2 separate regions of the Mus musculus genome follow, and region 2 is linked to region 1. The links are chromatin contacts, called in public HiChIP or PLAC-seq maps. All regions are on one chromosome and are shown on one strand. The core of a region is the stretch at or near the end of the contact, and the rest is flanking DNA. Distances in the headings are between cores, read along the strand shown.

The links. HiChIP or PLAC-seq counts read pairs in DNA pulled down with a chosen protein or histone mark.
Region 2: an H3K27ac HiChIP or PLAC-seq map of VIP interneurons shows a contact between it and region 1, with 5 times the contacts expected there. The contact joins two enhancer-like sites. A contact is called at or near these places in 3 of 115 datasets of contacts at active chromatin or transcription factors (VIP interneurons, astrocytes and embryonic basal ganglia).

Annotation. Positions count from the first base shown.
Region 1 is chr14:24,564,056-24,570,085 of GRCm38.p6, reverse strand. No RefSeq gene overlaps it. Among named protein-coding and RNA genes, the nearest start is that of Gm31720, 40 kb to the right of the region's middle. Within about 2 kb of position 4,090, at least 22 of the 459 cell types and tissues checked have an H3K27ac peak or open chromatin away from gene starts, as enhancers often do. A contact at or near this core is called in VIP interneurons, where this site is marked.
Region 2 is chr14:25,494,056-25,500,221 of GRCm38.p6, reverse strand. The region is part of intron 1 of Zmiz1 (zinc finger, MIZ-type containing 1); the gene reads right to left. Among named protein-coding and RNA genes, the nearest start is that of Mir3075, 37 kb to the left of the region's middle. Within about 2 kb of position 2,306, at least 100 of the 459 cell types and tissues checked have an H3K27ac peak or open chromatin away from gene starts, as enhancers often do. A contact at or near this core is called in VIP interneurons, where this site is marked.

The DNA of each region.
Region 1 (6,030 bases), core at 2,841-5,340:
CCATAGGGGATTGGACCTCCCACATCAATCATTATTCAAGTTATTATCTCACAGACTTACCTACAGGACAATCTCATGAAGACATTTTCTAAATTAAGAACTCCTCTTCCTAGATATGTCTATGTTTGTGTCAAGTTGAAAAAAAAAAAAAAAAGCAACCAGCATACCAATAGAATCGAAGTAAGCCCAAATGGATAGGAGTCTTCATGCTACCAGCTCAGAAGTGGGCAAAAAAACATACACACTGACAGGGTGAGGAAATACACCTAAATACCACTTGGACCCTTGGAATTGTCCCAGCATGGTAGACTTCCCTTAGTAGCAGGATGTGTTCTGTACAGGCAGATGCTCATACTTGGGCTAAGCACTCTTGGGTAACTTTGGAAGAGACCTAGCATCTATCATGTGAAATGTCTTTCTCCTGCCTTAGATTGGAACAGGTCAGGGAGTTTTCCAGCAAAATGGCATTCCGGTGGAAGAATAGCATACATAGCGGGTGTCTTAGTCAGGGTTTCTATTCCTGCGCAAACATCATGACCAAGAAGCAAGTTGGGGAAGAAAGGGTTTATTCGGCTTACACTTCCATACTGCTGTTCATCACCAAGGAAACATGGACTGGAACTCAAGCAGGTCAGGAAGCAGGAGCTGATGCAGAGGCCATGGAGGGATGTTACTTACTGGCTTGCTCAGCCTGCTCTCTTATAGAACCAAGACTACCAGCCCAGAGATGGCACCACCCACAAGGAGACCTCCCCGCTTGGTCACTAATTGAGAAAATGCCTTGCAGCTGGATCTCATGGAGGCATTTCCCCAACTGAAGCTCCTTTCTCTGTGATAACTCCAGCTTGTGTCAGTCAAGTTGACACCAAACTAGCCAGTACAGCGGGTGTCTTAGATTCTATTCTATTGCAATAAAGACACACCATAACCAAGGCAACTCTTATAAAAGAAACCACTTAGTTGGGGGCTTGCTTATAGTTTCAGGTTAGCCAATGATCATCACACCAGGAATCAGAGAGGCATGGTGCTAGAACGGGAGCTGAGAGCTTTCTATCCTGAGCTCAAGGCAACAGGTTGGGACGTGGGGGAATGGGCCTGGCATGGGTTTTTGAAACCTCAAACCTCCAGTGGCACAGATTCTCCATCGAGGCAATACCTTCTGATCCTCCCCAAATAGTGCCACTAACTGGGGACCAAACACGCAAACATATGAGCCTGTCCTCATTCAAATCACCACAGTGGGCGAGACAAGCAGGCCAACCTCACCAGCCATCAAGGTAGGCCCTTCCATTGTGCTAGGCCAAAATGAGGCCTTCTCTGTCCCCACAAAGGACTTCATGTCTCTATGACCGACAATACAACCAAAAACCCTGCAGTGGCCTCCTGTGTAGACCCATAATGAAGAGTCCATTGTAGGTGAAATCTCTGCCTCATGACAGTGGCATTGGCCCATTGAAGACTCAGATTCTTCTCTGGCATGGACAGGCTTAGTGATCTGAGCCAAAGGCCTCTTTCAAGGGGCTAGGATAGTCCATGTTCTACCCGTGACCCCCAAATCCCTGAACTTTGTCCCCAAACACATCTGGCCAAATTTGCTTTGAAGCATCCCACTTTCAAAGACAGCTCTTCTTTATAATCACATTTGTCGGTTTCTAAATTATTTTTTGAGACTGGAGGTAGAGTTCATAGGTAGAGACCTTGCCTAAAATATTCGGGGCCCTAAGTTCAATCCAAAACTCCAAAAAAGAAAGAAAGAAGCAACAACAAACCTAAATTACTTCCTTGTTTCATGGTGGGTTTTTTTTTTTTCATTTTTTTCTAATTCTGTGTGGATACTATTTGATCACAGCAATGTGAGAGTAAATTAGCAGATGCAGATTAAACTGTCTGATAGTAAGATGGCCATCCTTCTACCTGATTGGGCTTCAGTGGGAGAAGATCTGCTTAGTCCTGCTGGGACTGGATGTCCCAGGGCAGGGTGGTACCCAAGAGTGGCTTCCCCTTCTCCTTCAACCCTCTACCTCACTCAGTGCCAGAATGTCACCAGCCATTTGTCTGCGCCTACCTTATTCTCCTGCATCACCTACACAAAGGCACTGAATTCTAAATTGTGTGTTTATCATTCCCTTATGTTTTTATACAGTGTTTTAACATACAAATGAAGAGCAAAATTGGAATTGCTACATGTGGGCTTTTCTGTAGATTTGCTTATATCGGTCAATATTATTTCTAATATGTTTCAGACATGTATTTTGGAAGGCCAAGGCTGATTCATTTTTACTGTTCTTTGACAAATGTCATGAATGTATATAATATATTTTGATCATTTTCTGTCCCCTTTGCCCTGTCTCACCCCCCTCACTCCAGCTAAACTCTTTCTCCTCACTAAGTCTTCCTCTTATCTACATGTTTATTGTGTCATTTTGTCTGGGACCCCTGGTTTAACTAGGGTTGCCTGCATGAGTATTCTTTTATTTTCAGTTGCTAAGCATTCTCTTTTCTGACTCATGTAATTCACTCGTTGACAGGTATGTGAATGAGTGGTGGTGGGCTGGGTGGCATCCTGAGCATGCTGGAATCTCATTTGTACATCTCTCAGTGGTGCCCATGCACCATACACAAGGGGCTCTGGGGTTACCACATAAAGCAATGGTATTTCTGGGTCTGTGGATATTCAAATGCTTGATTTCTCAAGATAAAGCCTTTTGTGTTTCCATATTCTCTCTTAAAATGTGTAACTACCTGTTGTGTCCGGCCAGCAGATCACAGGTTTGGGTTTTAGCCTGGAAAGGCATTTTGGAAACCTGGAAGAGAAGAAGGGCTGGGCTGCGCGAGATAAGGAAGGAACCAAGACAAAGATCTCTGCTCAAGGTTCAATTTTTACTATTTTGGCACTCCGTTATGAAGGAAGGGGGAGGGGCCCAATTCCCGCCAAATAATCTTGGGGTCTAGTAGCAGGGTGCCCACATGTACGATTCCGAACAGCAAAGTGGCAGGTTCCAGCAGTGGGCGTGGCAGAACGATTGAGCTGGCAAGCTCCATCCAGGTGTAAACAGTGGAACCATTAAGGCTGGGGGAGGGGAGGCTACAACTACCTGTATATTACTTCCTATTTTCATGTCTCAAACATTAGCAATGTAAATCATGACTCCCTGCCCGTGCTTGTGGCCCCATTGTGTGGCTTATATTGGTCACATGACCATAAAGACAAGTAACAATATCTAAGCAGAAACCCCTTTAGGAGAAACCCCCAAGCTTCTACCTGTACTACTTTTCCCCCTCTGCCATAAGATCAGCATGCCCCAAGCAGGAATTATTTTACTGAGCTGTGTCCTAGAGAGCAGAGTCACAGCCAACAAAAATGACAGCCAGCACGAGCAAAGAATGGATCTGCAGCGCAGCAGCCACTGAGGCTGGAAGATATTTGTTACGGAAACACAATAAAATAGCCATATCAAGACAGTTAACAGAGATTTATTGAGTATCTTCAACTTACCCGACACCAAACTAGTTTTAAGAGTGGCCGTGTTAGACAGGGTTTATAGCTTTGAGGCACTAGCACTCTGGCCAATCAGCAGGTCCCAAAGACCCTAGAGATTTCCTAGTATAGGCCCCAGAGGCAAACTTGTTTCTTAGGACCTTGCCTGCGGGGAGTAAACCAGTTGATAAAGAAACAAGGCATTTTATTGATTCTGTTAAATAAAAAGTCCAGAAATGAAGCTTGAAGCAGGAGTTGGCCCAAGAGCTCCTCCTCCTCTTCTCTTGGCCTTGTTTTTCTCCCTGTTTATCTCTACTCTCTGACAGCACTGCTCCTATGGGACAAAGGAACCACCAAGTACTCCAAAGATCTGTAGCCTCTCAGTCCTATCAAAGTCTTGATTGCACCTGACTCAGAGTCATCCTGGGTCACAGGCATCCCTAAGCAATCAGTGTGTGGAGAGACAGCATAAACTAGACAACCTGGTCCCTAGGTCACGCGTCATGATGGAGTCATTCCATACAAACACAATAGGCTGAGCAGAGGGTACCCCCGGAACAGTCAGAACACTCCGCCCAGGAGGGGAAGCAGGTGCTGAACAGACGTGCCACAAACTGCATCAGCACCCTCAGGTCCCTAGCCGCTGAAGCCCAGAGCTGGCTCTGCCAGACCTCACGCTCAGGGACCTCGCATCGCTGGCTGACATCAGGCACAGAGAGCGTGTTTACACCAGGGAAATGGACAAGGGCTTCAATCCAGGGCTGGAAGAATTGCAGAGAACCAACTGGCACACATTTACCAGCAGAACATTGTGCAACTGGCTAAAGCTCCAGCATCCCCATGTGTGACACTTACACATGTCCCTGACCCCCAGCAAACTTCATCCTTTGCAGCTGTAAAGTGGGAAACTTGGGTTCTTGCCTGCCAAAGTTGTATTCCATCTCTGCCAGTTGGAGATTTTTCAAAGGTGTGTTTACGTATTGTGTAGATACACATCCATGCATGCACATTTGACTCTAAATTTCTCTCTGCATCAGAAATCATAAGTACAGGCACCTGGTACAAATTCCAAAGTGATTCTGAGAGCTGTCCCTCCCCTCTCTCGGTCTATTAAATCATTTTTCCCTCCAAAGGTACACATGCTATGGCATAAGGAGCAAACTGTTGACAGATGGTGGAGAAACTTCACAGGCCCATAATTGAGACTTATTTTCATACATTCGTGCCAGTTTGAAATCTAATTGCCAATAAAACAATACTGTGATACTGCCACATCTAATACCTCCAACCACTCACTGAAGTTACACTTGAATCCACTAGTAAACCCTAATCTCCCAGAGAAAAATATTCCATGCTCTCCGTCGGAAAAGCAGTGCTATAAATCCACGTACAGTGGTTCATTTTCAAATGAGAGTCTCCTTTCCTTGGTCCCCAAAGAGCTCTTACTCAGCTAATGTTAGTGCCTGCCTGAGAGCAGTACATGGTCTTTGTTTACTTGACAGGAGCACAGATGTGGCTGGGTGAGCCTGCAGTGGGCTCTTTTGCAGAGAAAGGCAGAGGGCTTCTCTGGGCCAACTTACTGGCCTCGCAGCTCTGGCTATATTTTGACACACTAGTGGGAAGCTGGCCAGACCGAGGGAGGAAGGATTTAGGACGCCCAACTTTCTCTCCTTCCTCCTTTGTTTTCATTCTCTTGATGGAAAGGTTTGAGGAAAGATCGATCCAGATCAATCCAAAGCTGTAAATAAAAAAGCAAGCTTTCTGTAGGATGAGGGAGCTCAGAAGCTGGGTTTGTTTGTGTGGATTGAAAAATGCCACCTGTTACCTCACACCATAAGCCTGCTGAAAACTAGTAATGACCATCCTTCTCCAAGCAGAGTCCTGCCCATGTTACAAAGAGTATATAGAGGGTGGAACCCTGAGGTGCCATCTCATCAGTCACAGTGTACCCCTTGCATCTCTGGATGCATCCTAGGCAGCAGCTTATTGTGTTGTTCTATTTTACGGATAGTGAACTGAGGTAAATCTTAAACTAGGCTGAGGACAGAAAGATTCTAAGAGACAGAGGTAGTAGACATCTGCAGCAAGATGGTATTTACCAGACATCACAGGGCCATTGGACACATGAGCTCATGCTGCTGTGACTGTATGTATGTACGTATGTACGTATGTACAAGACCTGCACAAGATCAAGTCAGCTTAAACCCAGCAAGGATGGGGAAAGGCTCTTGAACACCCACTCCAGCTAAGAAGCTATTGTCAATTAATGACTGCTTTAGGAAAACTAGGTTTCTTCAGGGACATGTATGGTCCCTGAGAGGTTTCCCATGTTCCAGTAGATGGTTCCACACCCATGCTCATACACACAGCACTAAGTAGACTCAGGGGATTTAAAAACATACCACATGAAGCTGGGGAGGAAAGTGGTGGAGGTTATAAGGGAGGATTTGAGAGGAGAGAATGAGGGGGGAGAGTTCAGCAAAACATACGTGCATGTATGAAATCTTTAAACAATAAAAGGAAGAAAGATAACTAAAACAATAAAATATGTT
Region 2 (6,166 bases), core at 1,057-3,556, 930 kb before region 1:
AAGACCACAGAGCCTGAAGGGCCAAGGAAGAGGCATAGGAATTGACTCCTCTGAAGTACCTCCGGGTAGCCCTCAGGCTCAGCCTGCATGCCAGCCTCCACACCCTGCTGGGCAACAGAGTCTCAACTGAGTCCCAGTGCTAGGGTCTAGGCACATACAACCAACCTCTTGTCTTCATCTTCCCAGCTCCAGCCCTGTTTTAAATGTATGTGTGACCACTAGCCCCTTAGTTCACCACCCATCTGAAAGGTAGGCTCATTCAGTCATCTTGGATAAGTCTGTTTTCCCTCTTCCGTGGAAGGCATGAGGGCCAATAGGTCAAGATGTTGTGGGTCTTGGGTCTTTTTCTGTCCCTACTGTGCCAGCAACAATTCCAGCTAACAGCCACCTGAGGAAGCCAGCTCACTCTACAGAGGCCATAGCACCTATTCCCCACCTCAGACACCCTTTACTAAGAAAGGAAGCCTCATGCATGGGTGAGCCACAGCACGGCCAGGTCCCTGGGGAGAGGTCTGCTGGAAAGGCAGCTGTTTGTATGTGTAGGGGTGAGTAGGGAGAGAACAGCATCCCTAAAGGTATTCAGGTAGAGGGAGGGCCCCACGAGGTCACAGGTAGATCAGACGCAAGCTGGACTTCAATTTCTCAAACTCCCCTGAGGACCAAATCACTCAGATGATTGCTGAACCCACAGTGTCCTGTCCTCTCCCTGGAGAGAATGCAGGTCTGGAAGACAGCCCAGGAATTTAAATTGTTAACAAGACCTCCCAGGTGATCTTCTGCATCTGGAAAGATAGGCAACACAGGCAGGTGACCTTCCAGGTCCTTCTGGGCCCAGAGATTATCAGCTTTGAATATCTCTCTCCACCATCCCAAACCCATCTGGAAGATATCAGCCCTCCAGTGCAATGGTCAGAACACATCGTTAACAATGATCTAAAAGCTTCAGGAGGGGGGAGGGGTAAGGCTGGGGGGGGGTTCATCCCACGGTGGTAGAACCAGTCGAGCTCCTTCCCAGCTCCTGAGCCCCCAGAGCCTCATGCTTAGCATGGGGCAGGGTTTGGGGGAGCAACAGCTGTTTAGCTGCTGTTCAGTGGGGCTCCAGAAAAGCAATTATCTTGCTCTTAGCAGAAAGGCATGGGCCATTTTGAACACACACACACACACACACACACACACACACACACACACACACACACACACACTCATCCCAGGCCAAGATGCTGTGGTGGCCCTCATTGCCACCCGCTCCAGACTCCAGATTTCTGACTCGCTCGCTCCACCTCAACCCTCTGAGCACACTTCCAACACTTAAATCATTTAGCCCGCTAAACCGGAGACGGCAAAATGGGTGCTATTTCTTAAAAACATACAGAGAGCGTATTAAATTATTGATAGCCATTAAACAGGAGGAAAATATTAAACAGCTCTCAGCCCTTATCAATCATTCATGCAGTTTCCACTGGGGTGTTTTCTGGAGTGATCACTCGGGCAGCCCGGGGAGCTGGCTCCTGCCAGCAAGGAAGGCACAGGCTGGAGAGAGGCCAGCAGCAGGCTGGCCCCAGCCCCAGCCCCAGCCCCAGCAGTCACCTTGGGTAGGGGTATGTGGGGGCAGGGAGGTAAGGTATTGCACTTGCTAGAACCCTTTGCTCTTCCCCCACATCATTAACAAAGGGAGACTCCGGCACCGCCTTCAGGAGCCTCTTAATTAAATCCAGCCTGCTTTTATTGGGCACCTACTATATATCAGGCCTGCGGGATGCACAAATAAACAAGTCTCAAGGCCCTCAGGGGCTAATGGCAGCGGCAGTGGGGAACCCATTGCAAGAGAACGTGACTGTGCTATACAATGATGGAGCCCAAACAAGAGGCCCATGGGGAGCTGGTGCAGAGAAGACAGGACAATGGTGGCAGAAGAAGGATTCACTGAAGTAATTCCTGGGGGCATTCCTGGGGGAGGAAATTGCCCTGAGGGTAACTGGGGAGTGGAATAAGGGGGACAGTCTTGGTAAAGACCGAATACTGCTTGGACCTGTTTGAGGGGCAGCTGCTGACTAGGTGGAATAGCAGCTTGAGCACAGGCATAAGGCATAATAGATAGGAGGCTAGCATCCTCAGTGTACAGAGGCAGGAGCTTGGGGTTCACCCTAGCTGCCCTGGTCAGTATCCCCACCACACTGGTACGGCAGATCCATTTCCTGGCTCTGATTCAGGACACCTAAGCCAGCGTGACGCAGGCCTGGAGGCTGTAGGTCCAAGGCCCTGCTGTATCCAGCCACAGACAGGCCTGGCAATGCTACCCTTGGGAGACAGGCTCCCCACTGCTGCCTAACCATGCCAAGGACCCAGACACCACCAGGGCTGTGGGAGCCAGGAGATACCTGATACTGCTCCGCCTCACGGTGGAGGGAGCAGCCGCAGCCAGAGGCCATGTGAGGATCCCAGGCCCAGCTGGGCTGCTCAGTCTGACCCTGCTCCTCTAGCCATGCCCAGCACACACTGCTCTTCCCGAATGTTTTTCAGGGCTGTCACTTGCGGCAGCAGAGGCCCTGCCAAGCGTGGATCACACCCTCGGTGGAGCAAGCTGCTGTCTCAGGGAGATGTTTTATGGAGAGGAGAAGTTTACCATCACACCAGGGACTGGAAAGGTTTCACTGGGAGAAAAGTGGGGAGCGTGACTGTGCTATACAATGATGTCTGCAAAGTGGGGAGCGACAAAAGGTCCCTTTCTCAGATACTTGGACCATCATTCAGAAAGGGTGGCCTGGGATTCAGGGAATGTCCCTCAGGTTTCAGGAACCTATGGGGTAGGGGAATGAGTACATCGAGCCGATACAGAGGTGAGACTCTGAAATTAGACCCTGTTCTGCCATCAACTGTCCCCTCCTGGGCTCTGCCTGAACACACAGTGACAGATACTGGGGAAAGCCACATGGCTCCCATGGGACAGGGATGACCTCCAGAGTAGCTGGATACAGCTTGCAGGGAGCATGGAATTCCTGAGGTTGACCCCAATCAACACTGCTCTGTTCACCTCAAGACCCAGAATGACGTCATGCTCCAGCCTCCCTTGTGCGCTTGCCAAAGGTTCAGGGCTCCTGTGTATCCCTGTCATCACCCCCTTCGGGTTGTCACATATGATCTCTTCTCTCTAATTCAGGTTTCACACAGGTGCCTGGCCCTGGGCAGAACTTGCCAGCAGGCTATCTAGAAAGTCTTGCTGACCAGCAAAATCAAGACCCAAATGGGCATAATACCAAACAACTGCTCCTGGCTTTACCTCTGACTTCCTATTGTGAGTTCTTGTCATGGTCAAACTCCCAGTCTCCCAGCTCTTCACTTATTGCTGTATTCACAGAAGTCTCTGTACCCCAGTCATACGACAATTACTCAACCCTTCTGGACTGTCTTGACCCAGGGCCTTTGCATATGACAGTGCATTCTCTACCCAGCCCAATCCTGCTCTCTCTGGTTGTAACTGATGCACACTTTCCACATTACTTTAGACTGAATTCTGGTCACATCTGTTCTGATCTAACTGGGGGACATCATGAATATCAACAGGGCTCCTTTCATCCACACTTGGCACACAGGGTCAGGGTGAGCCTCTAACTTTATTAGACCCCAAACCACCCACCCTCACCCACCAACCAGAACCAGTTCTCCCTCATGGATAACCTGCAGAGGTCTCACAGCAGTTTTAAAAGCTGTTCCCCAGAGAGAGGGTGAGATGCTCTTAGCCAAAAGTAATGAGACTGTATTCTTGGAGTTCCCAAGCCAAAGGAAGGGGCAGGCTTGGGAATTTCCAGGCAAATGCCAACAGAAATTGGCCACAAATGAATCATTAACTTTCAAGTTGAGAGCTCAAGTGCTTGTGCCAAGGTCTTCAACTCTGGACTATGTGGGCCACTTGGCTTCGCTTGGCTCATGACTGAGGCCACCCCTGCCCCTCCTCCACTGGCCATCTGCTTTACCCTGGGGCCTCTGTTCACCAAGAGGCAAGGCCATCTGAGCCAGAGCAGCCCTGGTGGCTAATGGGAGAGGGTTTGCTTTTCCCCGAGACCCATTCCAAACCTCTGTCCTCTCACCCACACCCTTCAATCAGAGTGACCTCTCCAGCTAGCCAAACCCTTTCTGTCCTCTGAAGTCTGTATGCATTCTAGCCTGCCTTCTATCTAAGCCTCGTGACCCCCCAAGCCCCTGCAGCCCTGCTTGTGTCTCTGTGAGGTCTACCTGAATTGCCCTGAGTGCCTGGGACTCATTTCTGCTAGGACCTTTCTCTACTCCTCTGTACCCTTGCAACGGCCAGGAAGCTGGCACCACCAGGGACCCACTGGACACAGGGCTCAGTTGGAATCCCACAGCTCTAAGCCCAGGGACAGCAGTTTGCTGAGTTAATATAAGGCCTGCAGCTCTCATAGGGTTAAGATGGGTGGTGATTTGTTCCCCATCTTCTCAGGCTCCTTTTCGGGGCCTGTGCCCAATTGCCCTGTGGACCAAAGGTAGCAGATAAAGGTGACCTCAGGCTTCAAGTTAGGGGAGCTGGGTGGTACCGAATGCCAGTTCCCTTGTAGCCAGCAAAGACCCAGAAACAACAGCCTCATTCCACAGGATACCACCCTACAAAGGCCTGGACGCCACATAGCTGGTCTAGAGCACAGGCAGAACCTCACAAATAGACATCCTATCCTTGTGCAATGCCATACAGCATGCACTCATCTAGCCACCTGTACAGGGCCACTGAACAGAGTGATGGGTGTCACTGCCTTTTGCGTTCACTATACGTGACCCTTATCCTTCCTCCACTGCATGGAGAAAGACTGCCACAGTAGTGTGAAAGGTGGACTCCAAGTTCCACAAACATTTGGATGGAGCTAAAAAGGAAGTGATTGTCTGATGTCCAGTCAAAGTAGTTGTTTGGGAAGGTGGGCCCAGGCCTCCATCAGTCTCTAATGCCCCCACACTCCTGGGCGCCCAAGCTTAGAGCTTTGACAAGTGCTGTGAGTACCATCTCGTCCATCACCCCACCTTCTTCACAGAGTCCTTTGTCCATCTGGTTTGTTCATCAAAGTGGCCCTGTGAAGTTGGGCATGCTGGTTCAGGACTGTAACTCTGACACCCAGGAGACTGTGGTGGGAGGATTTCAAGTCCGAGATCAGTCTGAGCAAATTATCAATATTCGAGAAAGAGAACACAGTGAAGAGCTCTCCAAGGCAGCTAGTGAAGGTCCTTATCACCATGTGACAGATGGGGACCCAAATCCTGACTGGGAAGGAGCCTGACTTACCCAGTGATCTAGACAGCAAGCTCCATCTGAACCTAACCGAAAATGGCTGCCCTTAAAGCCATTAGCAAACAAGAAAACACAGGATGGAGAGTCATGTGCTCCTGACAGGACCTGGGTTAGTGCCCTCATCTGCCTGCTTTGGAAGTGGGTTCTGTGACACAGCGTTTTTCCTATGGCCTGGTTCACAGTTGATAGACATGGTAGGGGAGAAATGGGAGACTGGGATGCTCTGGGAGAGGGGGAGGAGCAGTTGGGAAAAAAGGTAGGTAAAGGGCTCCAAAGACAAATGAAGCTATCTCCCTACCACCAGCAGGGTTCCTTATTCACAAACCTAACGTCAGGCCAGATACCTGGAATAAACTGAATATTTGTGTGTGTACACACACGTGTATACATACACATCCTCCTTTTATACTCCATGTTTGCATATATAGGGACTTGATAAGGTAGAGAGTACAAGGTAAGTCAGTGTCTGTATGCACTTGTGTGTGTATATAGACATTCCCCATCATATCCCTGCCGGTCATACCTGTTAAACACAGGTTGCACACATACAGACTGACAAGCAGACATCCATCCCACAGGACCCCTGCTGCCCCGAGTGCTGGCAGGCACACCTGTATGGCACACTGTTTATTTCCACTCAAATCAAGAGCAAGGATATCTGGTGCACACAGCACATGCTCCCAGACACGGGTCAGGACACATGTGTACACACTCATGCACGGCAGTCCCGGAGGTGGCCAGGACAGGGAGACGAGCAAAGAGAGCAGGTGGCAGGCAGCCATGTCCAGGACTGGGCAAGGAACCCTCACTGCTGCTGGGTTGAGTCGATGGCACAGCTCACAGCAACCCCATAAATCACGAAGCCACTTGCCGCAG